Regions from separate parts of the Mus musculus genome. Here regions 2 and 3 are each linked to region 1. Evidence: chromatin contacts called from public Hi-C data. All regions are on one chromosome and are shown on one strand. Each heading gives the region's core, a stretch centred on a gene start, on an enhancer-like site or on the middle of the called end of the contact. The rest is flanking DNA. Distances are from core to core; before and after follow the strand shown. Region 1 overlaps Arhgef28 (Rho guanine nucleotide exchange factor (GEF) 28). Region 2 overlaps Gm34087 (a long non-coding RNA gene). Region 3 has its middle 7.2 kb from the start of Gm41029.

Evidence for each region. Hi-C and Micro-C count contacts between places; a contact is called where the count stands out from the background.
Region 2: a contact with region 1 is called in a Hi-C map of nephron progenitors, with 3 times the contacts expected there. The contact joins two enhancer-like sites. A contact is called at or near these places in 1 of 15 datasets of contacts at CTCF or cohesin (the NIH/3T3 cell line), 10 of 484 Hi-C or Micro-C datasets (the C2C12 cell line, adipose-derived mesenchymal stem cells, bone marrow-derived macrophages and 5 more) and 6 of 115 datasets of contacts at active chromatin or transcription factors (the NIH/3T3 cell line, T-cell acute lymphoblastic leukemia, embryonic stem cells and 2 more).
Region 3: a contact with region 1 is called in a Hi-C map of cortical neurons, with 2.4 times the contacts expected there. The contact joins two enhancer-like sites. A contact is called at or near these places in 1 of 39 promoter capture datasets (hippocampal neurons), 1 of 15 datasets of contacts at CTCF or cohesin (the NIH/3T3 cell line), 10 of 484 Hi-C or Micro-C datasets (cerebral cortex, cortical neurons, embryonic stem cells and 4 more), 4 of 115 datasets of contacts at active chromatin or transcription factors (the NIH/3T3 cell line, embryonic basal ganglia, pancreatic cancer cells and 1 more) and 1 of 9 other capture datasets (embryonic stem cells).

Annotation. Positions count from the first base shown.
Region 1 is chr13:97,908,919-97,912,673 of GRCm38.p6, reverse strand. All of the region lies in intron 35 of Arhgef28 (Rho guanine nucleotide exchange factor (GEF) 28), which reads left to right. Among named protein-coding and RNA genes, the nearest start is that of Gm34388, 17 kb to the right of the region's middle. Within about 2 kb of position 1,458, at least 62 of the 459 cell types and tissues checked have an H3K27ac peak or open chromatin away from gene starts, as enhancers often do. A contact at or near this core is called in cerebral cortex, cortical neurons, nephron progenitors and 1 more, where this site is marked.
Region 2 is chr13:97,616,107-97,619,441 of GRCm38.p6, reverse strand. Gm34087 (a long non-coding RNA gene) reads left to right here. Exons shown (of 5, transcript XR_873831.2): 2 at 2,181-2,235. Among named protein-coding and RNA genes, the nearest start is that of Gm34087, 5.0 kb to the left of the region's middle. Within about 2 kb of position 1,666, at least 39 of the 459 cell types and tissues checked have an H3K27ac peak or open chromatin away from gene starts, as enhancers often do. A contact at or near this core is called in nephron progenitors, where this site is marked.
Region 3 is chr13:97,544,139-97,547,628 of GRCm38.p6, reverse strand. No RefSeq gene overlaps it. Among named protein-coding and RNA genes, the nearest start is that of Gm41029, 7.2 kb to the right of the region's middle. Within about 2 kb of position 1,293, at least 102 of the 459 cell types and tissues checked have an H3K27ac peak or open chromatin away from gene starts, as enhancers often do. A contact at or near this core is called in cerebral cortex, cortical neurons and ventral hippocampal neurons, where this site is marked.

The sequences.
Region 1 (3,755 bases), core at 209-2,708:
ACAAGCTTGAAGGTCTTCAGCACAGCAGCAGGGAATGTCAGTCCTGAAGGGAGTACCCGAGGCTACCAAACATGACTGAAGGGAGTACCCGAGACTACCAAACATGACTGAAGGGAGTACCCGAGGCTACCAAACATGACTGAAGGGAGTACCCGAGGCTACCAAACATGACTGAAGGGAGTACCCGAGGCTACCAAACATGACTTCTGCTCTTGTCTTTCACTAATAAGGAGTAAAATCATCTGGCCAGATGGGTGTTGTTTCTTGAATAGAATTGTTTGTCAAAGAAACAGATCTGTGTCAAAAGAGGAACTTACTAGACAACCTTGGTCATCTTTATCACCTAGATAAGCAAAGGCTGCTAGGTGGCTTTCCTTCAGCTCTGGTCTGGGGTCACAGGTCAGGAAATACAAATATCAACAGGTACATAGCTCCATTTTCTGTGCTTATTTACAAGACAGCCTTAAGTCAGCTCTCTTGAGAGAGATGTTTCCAAAGAGATAATCATTTTCATTCATATTCATATTCTCTCTCTCTCTTTCTTCCCTCATCCCCATGTGAAGTTTAATCTTTAACTTCACAGTAGTTCTGCTTCGTTCCCCACAGTGTTGGGATTACAGGTATGCCCCACAACACCTGGCTTGCTTTTGATTGCTGTTTCAATCATTTAAAAGAAAAAAAAATCTTAATGTTTCCCTCTTTCCTATAAACTTCCTACTTTTGTAATTATGTAATTCCTAAAGTATTTTCATTTTAATGTTTAAAAATGTAGTAATCTTTGCTATGATAACAAGCTTGGAGAGAACCAAGGTATGAGACCTTGTTCAAACCATACACACTTGCTGTGTATTACAATTACACCGTGCTTTTTAAATTATAATCTTTTTGAGAGACATAAACTCAAGGCTGTAATTAGAAGTGATACTTCAGGATTTGGCTTCTTAGCAAATGTCATTTTAAACAAATGAGAATTACCAAGTTAATGTTTCTCATTAAAAACTATGGAGCAAAAAACAAAACAAAACCCTATATTGCACAATAGAAAGCCAATTTTTCAAAAAAGGATGGGCCTGCAAATTCTTCAACATCCGTCATTTTGTAATTAATCAAGAGGGGAAAACCCTCATTCATAGGCACTGAAAACAAAGAATTGGATTTCATTTTTAAAAATCTGGTAATAGCATAATTACGAAGTAGCAGGTAGAACTAATTAGCATGGGTGTGTTTGACTAAATTGCTTGCCTTCTTCTGGATTAAAGGGAAAGGCCAAGTCTGGGATGCTGGAGAGTTTTAGCAGCTGCTTTCCCCTCTACTGAACCAGCAAGCAGTAAACGCAGCATTAAAATTCCTAGGTTGACTTCCTGCCTTATTCAGCTGGCAGAGGAATGATTCTTCTCTCAGCAAAATGAGAAGCGTAACTCTTTCAGCGTGGGTAGTGTCAAGCTGCTGGCGGTTTCCAGACCGCCTGCTCTGTTGTTGTTGTGCTTAGAAACTCCCAGGAGCCGCAGAAAGATCCGGTACCATGCGGATACCGCCTGTAGCTGTGTGGTACTTCATCCTTGACTTCTCTTTCCCTCCTCCCAGTCATGCCAGGGTTTGACTGCTCTGTGTTATTTAGGATGAACACACCCCTTGTCTACCTGGATATGTCACAAACGGTTTCAAACAGACCCAAAATTAACAGAGGAGTGTAGGAATTCCTCACATACCATCACCACATTTCGGCTCGCCATGTTTCATTCAGATTCCCACCTCCGTCAATTCTGTATTTAAAGTAAATTGTAAACATTTCCATACGTATATATTAAGCCCTGAACATTTCAATAAATGTCTCTACTAGATAAGGCACTTTAAAAAAATACATTTTATTTTATTCGCCTAGTGATGGTTATTTGCACATATGATTGCTGCAAATAAAATATACCGTAGAACTATTTTCAATTTATAACAAATGCTTTAAGTGTGGATTAAATAAGTTTAACATAGTGTCTTTAAGATGCACATTCATACCTCAGAGTAACTTCTGAAAACCAAATATAAACACCAGTTACAAAATCTAATCTAGAATTGCTTCATATAGCTTGAACAATTAAAATACAGCATCACAGGCCTTTATATTTCAGATATTCACCACACGATCTTCCCCTAAAGGAATCTCTGATGTCAATGTTTTTTTTAACACCATCACCACACCTAGGGGAAAAAAATTGACAGGAATTCCATATCAATGTGTGACAGCTGTACGATTAATTTTCCAGTAGTTTCACAAATATCATGTGTGCGTTTTTCCAGTTATTAAAAATAAGCTACTGAGGTAAACACTACTTTGCAACAGCAGGTTCCTTCCTGTGTGTTTAATGCATTCATTACTATAGAAGGTTTAGTCATGAGGACCGGAAATGTAGAGAATGGAAAGGCTAGCCACGCGGTGAGCGCTTAGCACCGGTTGGCCACGTTTGCTTCAGGTCGCTGCGTTTTCTTCCCAGGGAATGGTGACTTACAAAGAAGGCTGTTTGTCCTCCTGTGACTCTCAGTTTCTTCTTCAGAGCTGACTAACACCCGAGCTATTGTGAATATCATCTCTACATGCTGTTTTCACTCTCTTCCCTAGGCAGGGATGTGCATCCATATCCCATATGTCAAACACATTTTTTTTTTTTTTATTCTTGTAAGTAAACATTTCAGAATCAGTTCCATAGTTAGGATTCCTTACAATGTTTTCGAACCTGTTTGTGTGACTATTACATACAGGTCTTTCTATAGCCGGCTTTTCTGCTTCAGTGTATGCATTTATGCATGTGTGTGATACATACTCTTCCAACCTATGAAGGCCAGTGCATTCCTTGCCTTATGCAAGAGGAAGCTGCATAGTTCTTATGCTTTTCCATTACAAATTATGACCAGTAAGCACTCAGGCCTTGTGCACATGAATGAGAATTTATTTAGAATATAACATTCAGGAGTGGAAAGGGGTCCTTAGCTTTGCAGGACTGTTTTTGGTTTGTTTTGGTTTGTTTTCTAAGGCTGTGTAGTGAACCATTGCTACTGGTGCCTTCGACTCCTGGTACGTCTGGTCCTCTTCAGGGCTTAGCATCATTAGGATACTGTGGTTCTGCAGGCATAACACATAAATAACACTGGGGGGATGTTCTTTCCATGTTTGATCATCACTGAGAGATGGTACCCTTGCATGGTCAGTAGCTTTTCACGTTCTACCTCCTGAGACTTCAGTGTTTATGCCATTGCTGCTTTTTAACTCCTATGTTCTAGAATTCCTAAAGATCCACTCTTAGGAATTCCTTTCAAACTGACTCACTACAGTTTCTCAGAGAAATAGCTTTCAAAGAAAATCTTTTTACAGTTATATGCAGACACTTTTAAGATCAGAAAGAGACCATTCTCTTTCTCCCTCCCTCTTCTTTCTTTTCTTTCACTCTGTCTGTCTGTCTGCCTATCTGTCTTAAATTTTGAGTGATGGCTTCTTTGTCCTTCTGCTCCAGTATGGCCTTGTGTTCTCTCTAGCCCTGTGCGTGTCCCTTCATAGTTTATGTCCTGTGTGGAAACCTGTGCGCTCAGCACCCAACTTCCTTCTCTCTAATATATGCCTTAATAACAGGCATGTGTATGTGTGTGTGTGTGTGTGCCTGTGCATGCGTATATGCATGTTGTGTATATGTGATTTTGTGTACATGTGAGAATGTTGTGCATGTGTGTGTATGTGTGTTACATGCATACATATGTGCTGGTGGGGGAGC
Region 2 (3,335 bases), core at 417-2,916, 290 kb after region 1:
TTTTGTTACAGCACATTTCTTCCAGAACCACTCTATAAACCACCCTTATCCAAAGTGAGTTCCAACAAATGGGAGATAGAGGCAAGCTTGCAGAATTACTAGCTGCAAAGTCACTGTCTGATAAAGCTACACACTGGAGAAGGTTTGCAAAAATGGAGCGAAGCCCTGAGGTGCTGGGATATCCAGGGCCTGCTCCCGACCACCTGAACTCCTCTCTGGAGTCAGATCGACCCTCACAGAACCCCCCCTGTGTGTAGAGGGGTCTGGTCCCACTTGGCACGTCCCACGCTGTTCTCGGCCATTGCAGGAAGGAAGGGCAGACACTCTTCATTTCCATGTCTTCTTATGCTCACACCCACCTGCCTGCTCCCACGCCCAATGTGAGGCCAGCAAGCCAATGCTGAGAACACGAGTCTTTAGATCAAGAAGGGAGTTGTGGAAACTAGCATGTTTTGAGAGGTTGGCAGAAGAACTAAGGAGGACCCTAAGTGCTCCAAGAAAAAGAGAACTTTTGACTCCACACTGCTGTGAGCCTCAGATAGGTTGCCATGTTTGTTTTATGCAGACCTTCCACGCACCAGCCATTGCTTTCCTATGTTCTCCTTTCCCCTAATGCTAACTGCTACTATGCAAGTGTTGAGTATTGATTGACTATTGACTATACTCTAACAAGTTAGTTAACTGACTCGCCTGGAAAATGGAGTGTTTGGTTGGCTAAGTTTCCTGTTTTGAAATAATACAGGTTAGAACCTTCCTTTGAAGTTCTTTTTTATGCATGTGTAGATAGGCTGGTTAGCTTAACAAGCACGTGTCAAGTACAAAATTGTCAGAGCAGGGACAAGGACACAAGCTTGAGTCCTCACCAAGTTCCCACATCTTGCTGCCTGTGTGATCTCAGGGCAGTTACCTAACCCTTGAACCTCAGTTCCACCATCTGGAGATTGGGCGTAATAAACCCCACTATCTGGTACTGTTGTGAGGATGATATGCGATCATGGATGAGAAGTCCTTGGCACAGGTCCCATTGGGGAGCTCGCACTTCACAACTCGCTCCCATTATTGCTATTAACATTGTGAAACTGAAACTGTCTTGGGCTCTCACGGCATGACAGATCCAGGATGGACTCACAGCAACCCACGGCCCAAGTCATTTGGCAAAGGTGTGGCTGGAAAGAGAAAGCAATTATTGGCTTGTGGTTTTGCCCAAGAGAAAACAGATAAATACAAACTGGGGCCTGGGCACCTGGGCTGTTGGTTGCGCTGTGTTTGAGTCTGTGCCCTGATGTGGCTGTGGTTATTCGTGGACAGAGAATTCCTTGTCCCTATCAGATATACATACTCGAGAGGTTCAATTTAAGAGCCACCCACTCTCTGGACTGGCTGTTGTAATCCAACAGCTGGAGCCAAGATTGTCTTTCTGAGTGATTATATCCTGGGAGGGAGAATCATGGCCCGGAGTCCAGCTAAGGAGATTTAGAGACCCTTGTCATCTAGAGAATTCCAGCTAATGAACCCTCATGCAGCAGGAAGTAATTTCGGTAGACATTCATTCTTTAGAAACGCCACCCCCTCGCCTGGCCTCTGCAGGCCACCCTCTAGAGCCCCTCTCTGGTTTCCCACACACAGTGTTTCTTCCTCTGGGCACCACTTCTCAGGAGACTGGGGGTGGGGTTGGGGGGAGAGACTGGTCTTCCAAGGTTACCGAACTTATCTCTTTTCCCTCGCTATGCAAACAACTGTGTGAAGGCCACCCAGATTCTGCAATTAAAAACTCACAGACAAGGGTACAGGCCAAGGCTGTTTCATATTCTGCCAAGCCAGGGCTCAAGTTGCCTCTGTGGGAGAACGCCCCAGCCATTAGGAACCAAGCCTGCCTGGCCCGGGAACTAGACACTAAGGTCCTCGTCACTTCTCTCGCCTCTGAGCAGTGCTCTGGACCCAGGCAGTGTCTGCTTGAGAAGCACAAGTGGAAAGAGCTTTGGCATTAACAACAGAGACCTACACAGAAAAACCCAATGGCTGTGGTTCTCAGGATACCGCCTGGACCAGTAGCCACCATATTACCTGGGAAACTGTTAGAAGTACAAACACTTGGTGCTCACCCCTCTTCTACCTACTGATTCAGAAACTCTGAGAAGAGATGCAGCAAGCTTCTAAAATCCTTCTTGTTTTTAAACCAGGTGCTGAAAAACTCTGAGAAGTGCTGGTAGTAGAGATGAAGGGAACCATTACAAGGTCAGATTTTAAGAGAACCTAAGATATGTTAATCAGGCATGCTTGTCTCCATTTGTCTCCTGATGTCTGCCTCATGACCTCAGAAAGGAAGGGCAAAACCAGGCATGGTGGCACATGCCTTTAATCTCAGCATTTGGGAGGCAGAGGCAGGTGGAACCCTGTGAGTTCAAAGCCAACCTGGTTGGTGTTCAAGAAAGAATCCCAGGACAGTCAAGAGTTACACAGTGAGATCTAGTGAGACCCTGTCCTCTGGAGTTGAGGAGAGAAGGGGGAGGAGGAGGAGGAGGGGGAGGGGGAGGGGGAGGGGGAGGGGGAGGGAGGAGAGGGTAAGGGAAAGAAGAGGAAAGAGAAGAAGAAGAGGAGGAGGAAAGCGAAGAAGAGGGAGCTGGTGAGATGGCTCAGTGGGTAAGAGCACCCGACTGCTCTTCCCAAGGTCTGGAGTTCAAATCCCAGCAACCACATGGTGGCTCACAACCATCTGTAACAAGATCTGATGCCCTCTTCTGGAGTGTCTGAAGACAGCTACAGTGTATTTACATATAATAAATAAATAAATCTTTTAAAAAAAAAGAGAATAAGAGGAGGAAGTGGGGGAGAGGGAGGGGAAAGGAAGGGAAGGGAAATGAAAGTGTAGAGGTACGCTGAAGGCTAGACAGAATAAATATTCAAGAGAAACATACCTAGGCCTATATGAATGATATATAGAACATACTCATCTGTCCTTCTATTAATTTTATCAATCCATTTAAAACGTTTCTATTATTTATCCTCTAAAAAGCCATCTTCATGTACTGGATTCTGACAAATGAGGATGATCTGAGAAAGCCAGGCATAGAGAGGGAAACAGAAGGATTTTCAGTACTGATGGTTGGAACTGGACCTCACCAGGTCTCCATGAGAGAACCAAACAAGGTGAGCTGCGTAAGGTGGGAGTGAGAAGTAGCGAAAGAGAGAAGAGAGGGAAGGGCGAGCCTGTCCATATTCACCCCACCATCTGGAGGGCTAGGAGCAAAAGGTCAAGGGAAGACACTTACACCATGAAACAAAACAAGAAAATGGAACAAGGTCTATTAAAGTCTATTAAGCTGTAAGACAGTCTC
Region 3 (3,490 bases), core at 44-2,543, 360 kb after region 1:
CTCATGGCCATTGAGCCCCTAGGAAATCTGTCTGCTCTATTGACCCCGGTACAGGAATCACAAGTATGCACTACCATGTAGCTCTTTAACATGGGTACTAAGAGTCAAACTCAGATATTCAAGCGTGTACCCTACTGACTGAGCGGCTGTCCCAGCCCACCTCCTTTTTTGTTTTGCTTTGACTCCTATTCACAGAAAAGAAAAGCCTGACGCCAGAATAGGGTGATGCTGGTGGGGTACTGGAAGAGGACCCAGATGAGGACTCATGAGTCCTGATGCATACCCAAACTTGATGTTAGCACCTATACAAAAAACAAGGCAGGAAAAGTCTATTATTAAAAGGGCTACTGGGCATGAGGCCATGGGTCAGTCTCCAAGCAAGCCTCTGCTGTTTATCATCCCAGGCCACGAATTAGAAAGTGTGATAAAACCCTTTGTTACCAGGCAGAGAGGCTAGGCAAGGACGGAAATAATCAGTTGCCATCTGGGCCTGTCATGACCTAGGGACTTTGATCCCAATCAGTGTGTTTTCTACAGCTTGTGGTGTCTCCACATAGTAAGGCTCACAAAGATTATGAACTCACCGGTGTTCGTCTCTATTTCATATAAAAGCACAACACAATTCAGTAGCTAACCCCCACTCCCCAGTCCCAGTCAGTTGCTTTGCTTTTGTCTTTTAGACAGTGTCTCGAGATCTAACGGTGGCTGGCATGGGATTCATTATCTAAACTGAAACTCAGGGAGACCGAGCTGCCTCTGCCTCCTGAGTTCTGGGATTAAAGGTGTGTTTCACCACACCCAGACCAACATCGGCCACCCCACCCCACCCTCCCTAGCACCAATCTCACAAGTGCATGGATTTCAAACACTGCCACCACACTTGGTTTTCTTCCTATTTCAAAACAGCGTTTGGGTCAAGCATAGATGAATCAAATCAAAGAAAGAATAATAGTTTCAGGCTAGTTACTCCATGTCCCCAAATGAACAACTAATATTGCTACTGTCTGCAAAAACATGATCTAAACAAATAACAACAGTTTTTTAAAATCCCCACGGTTATCCAGTATGCACACAGAACACATTAGTTTCTGGCAATATCTCCAGGAATTAATTGAGTATAAAATACCATGCAGAAATGGGGGTACTCTAGTGGAAATGAAGAAGGGTAATGGTTTTACAGAATACAGAGTCAAGCCTTACATCTCATGCCCTTCCCTTGGTTCCCTCCCTCCCATGCCTCCTCCTTCCACAGAGACAGCAGGGCACAAGGAGGAAGTTGCCAAGATTTTTAAACAGAGAGCATGATTTACAGATGAATCACGGCCATGTGGCCTACTGCTCTGTCAGAACTCAGGAGGGAGTCGCTCTCGGGTGGTAATGGCCTCATTACGAATGTTATGGAGGCGGCAGTGCGTCTTCTCTGAAAGATAAAGCAGTATTACCCACACTTCACAGGGCAAATTAAATTCCTTTGAGTTATTTACCAACTTGAAGTCGGTGTTGTTCTCTATGAGCAGAAGTTTCAAAGGAAGATTATGCTAATACCTCAACAGAGTGGCTCTCTCGTCTAGCAGGGTGTCTCCTAATAAGATGCCCATCTGCTGCCATACCTTCTGCTTGGCTGGCCGGTTGATCTGATGGCCTTTGGTTTTGTGTGCTCTCTTTGGGAAGAAGAAAGCATTATTGTCAGCTTTAGACCTACCAAACTGTACAAAATCTTGGAATTTCTGGCCCAGATCTTATTAACTGAGTACCTACTATGTGCCTGGCTCTATCTTTAGTCAATCTATATATGATAACCTCATTTGAAGCCAAAAACCATCTCATGAGGTAGAAATAGTCCACACTATATAAGCAGCTATACCACAAAATGAGAATTCCTACCCAGGTCAAGTGATAGTAAATGATAAAAAAATGTGAGCCAGATGTGGTACTGCAGACCCATAATCCCAGTACCCAAAAGGCTGAGGCAAGAGGATAGTAAGACCAATCTGAGCTATAAATCAAGAGTTCATCCAGTGGAATGGGTGAGATGCAGGGGAAAGAAAAGGGGAGACTATGAACCCAGCTTTCCTCAATAGCGTCAGAACCAGGAAGGAGCAGCCATACCGTCTGTGATCTGTAGCCACATAAACTTGTCTTCAAATATGCAAAGTGTGAAGCCAGCATCTGCTCAGGATGCTCACAGAGCCGTTGTTGTCCTTCCCATCACTGCTCCTCTCAGAAGCCTCCTTTCCTTCTCCGCACATGACAAAACCTACAACTGAACATCAGGTCATATACAATGGCCAGTAGTCAAGGTCCAGTTGGCCTTCTGTATCTGCAGATTCAACCAGCAGTGGATCAAAAATGCACAGAAAAAAAAAATGGCTTGTGCTGGCCGTGTTCAGACTCTATTATTCCCTAAGTTATGCAGCAGTTATTTACATAACCTTTATGTTGTACTTGGTTTTATATGTAATCTAGATGTGATTTACAGTGTGTGAGAGGGAATATATGGATGATATGCAAATGCTAGATCATATACTCACCTAAAGCACCTGAGCGTTTTGGTATCTGCAGGGGTCCTAGAACCAATCCTAAACCCATTACTAAAGAATGACTGCTGTCTTAGTTAGGGTTTCTATCACTGTGGTAAAACACCACGGCCAAAAGGAATTAGCGGAGTTCATTTCAGCTTACAGCTCTACATCACAGTCTATCACCTAAGGAACTCAGGGCAGGAATGAAAGGCAGGAACCTGTGGGCAGGAACTGATGCAGAGGTCACGGAGGATTGCTGCTTACTACCTTATTACACTTAGCCAGCTTTCTCACCACAACTCAGGACCACTTGCCCAGGGATGGCACCACTCATAGAGCTGGTCTACCTACATCAATCAATTAAGGAAATGCCCCACAGGCTTGCCCACAGGCCTTTTCTCAGCTGAGGTTCTCTCTTCCCAAATGACTCTATATTATATCAAGTTGACAAAAGAGGAGGAGGAGAAGGAAGAGGAGGAGGAGGAGGAGGAGGAGGAGGAGGAGGAGGAGGAGGAGGAGGAGGAGGAGGAAGAAGAGGAGGAGGAGGAAACAAAAAAATAATCCTAGCCAGAACATCTAATGTTTAACAAGCAAGTCAACTGCCCAGTGTCACCAACTGTCTAGTACACACTTCCTCTTTTCCTACTTGGTCTCTTGGTCAAGAGATAATGATCAAGAAAGTAATACGTAAATAAATAATAAAAACAAAGTGCAGAGTGATAGAAGGATCCTGCATCAACCTCTGGCTCTGTATGGGCACCACCTGCATGCATACACATACACACATATGTGCCCCCTACTCACATAAGAAGCATACAAGCTTCCATTTAAAACCCAATTGTTTATATATATTGCTTATGACTTAGAGAGGAAGTGTCAGCAAGATACAAATAAGATGTTGAATGTCCTTGGCTCTTACAAATACAGTAAGAAGTGAGGGAACGCATCGAGGCCACTGAGAGTGAAGT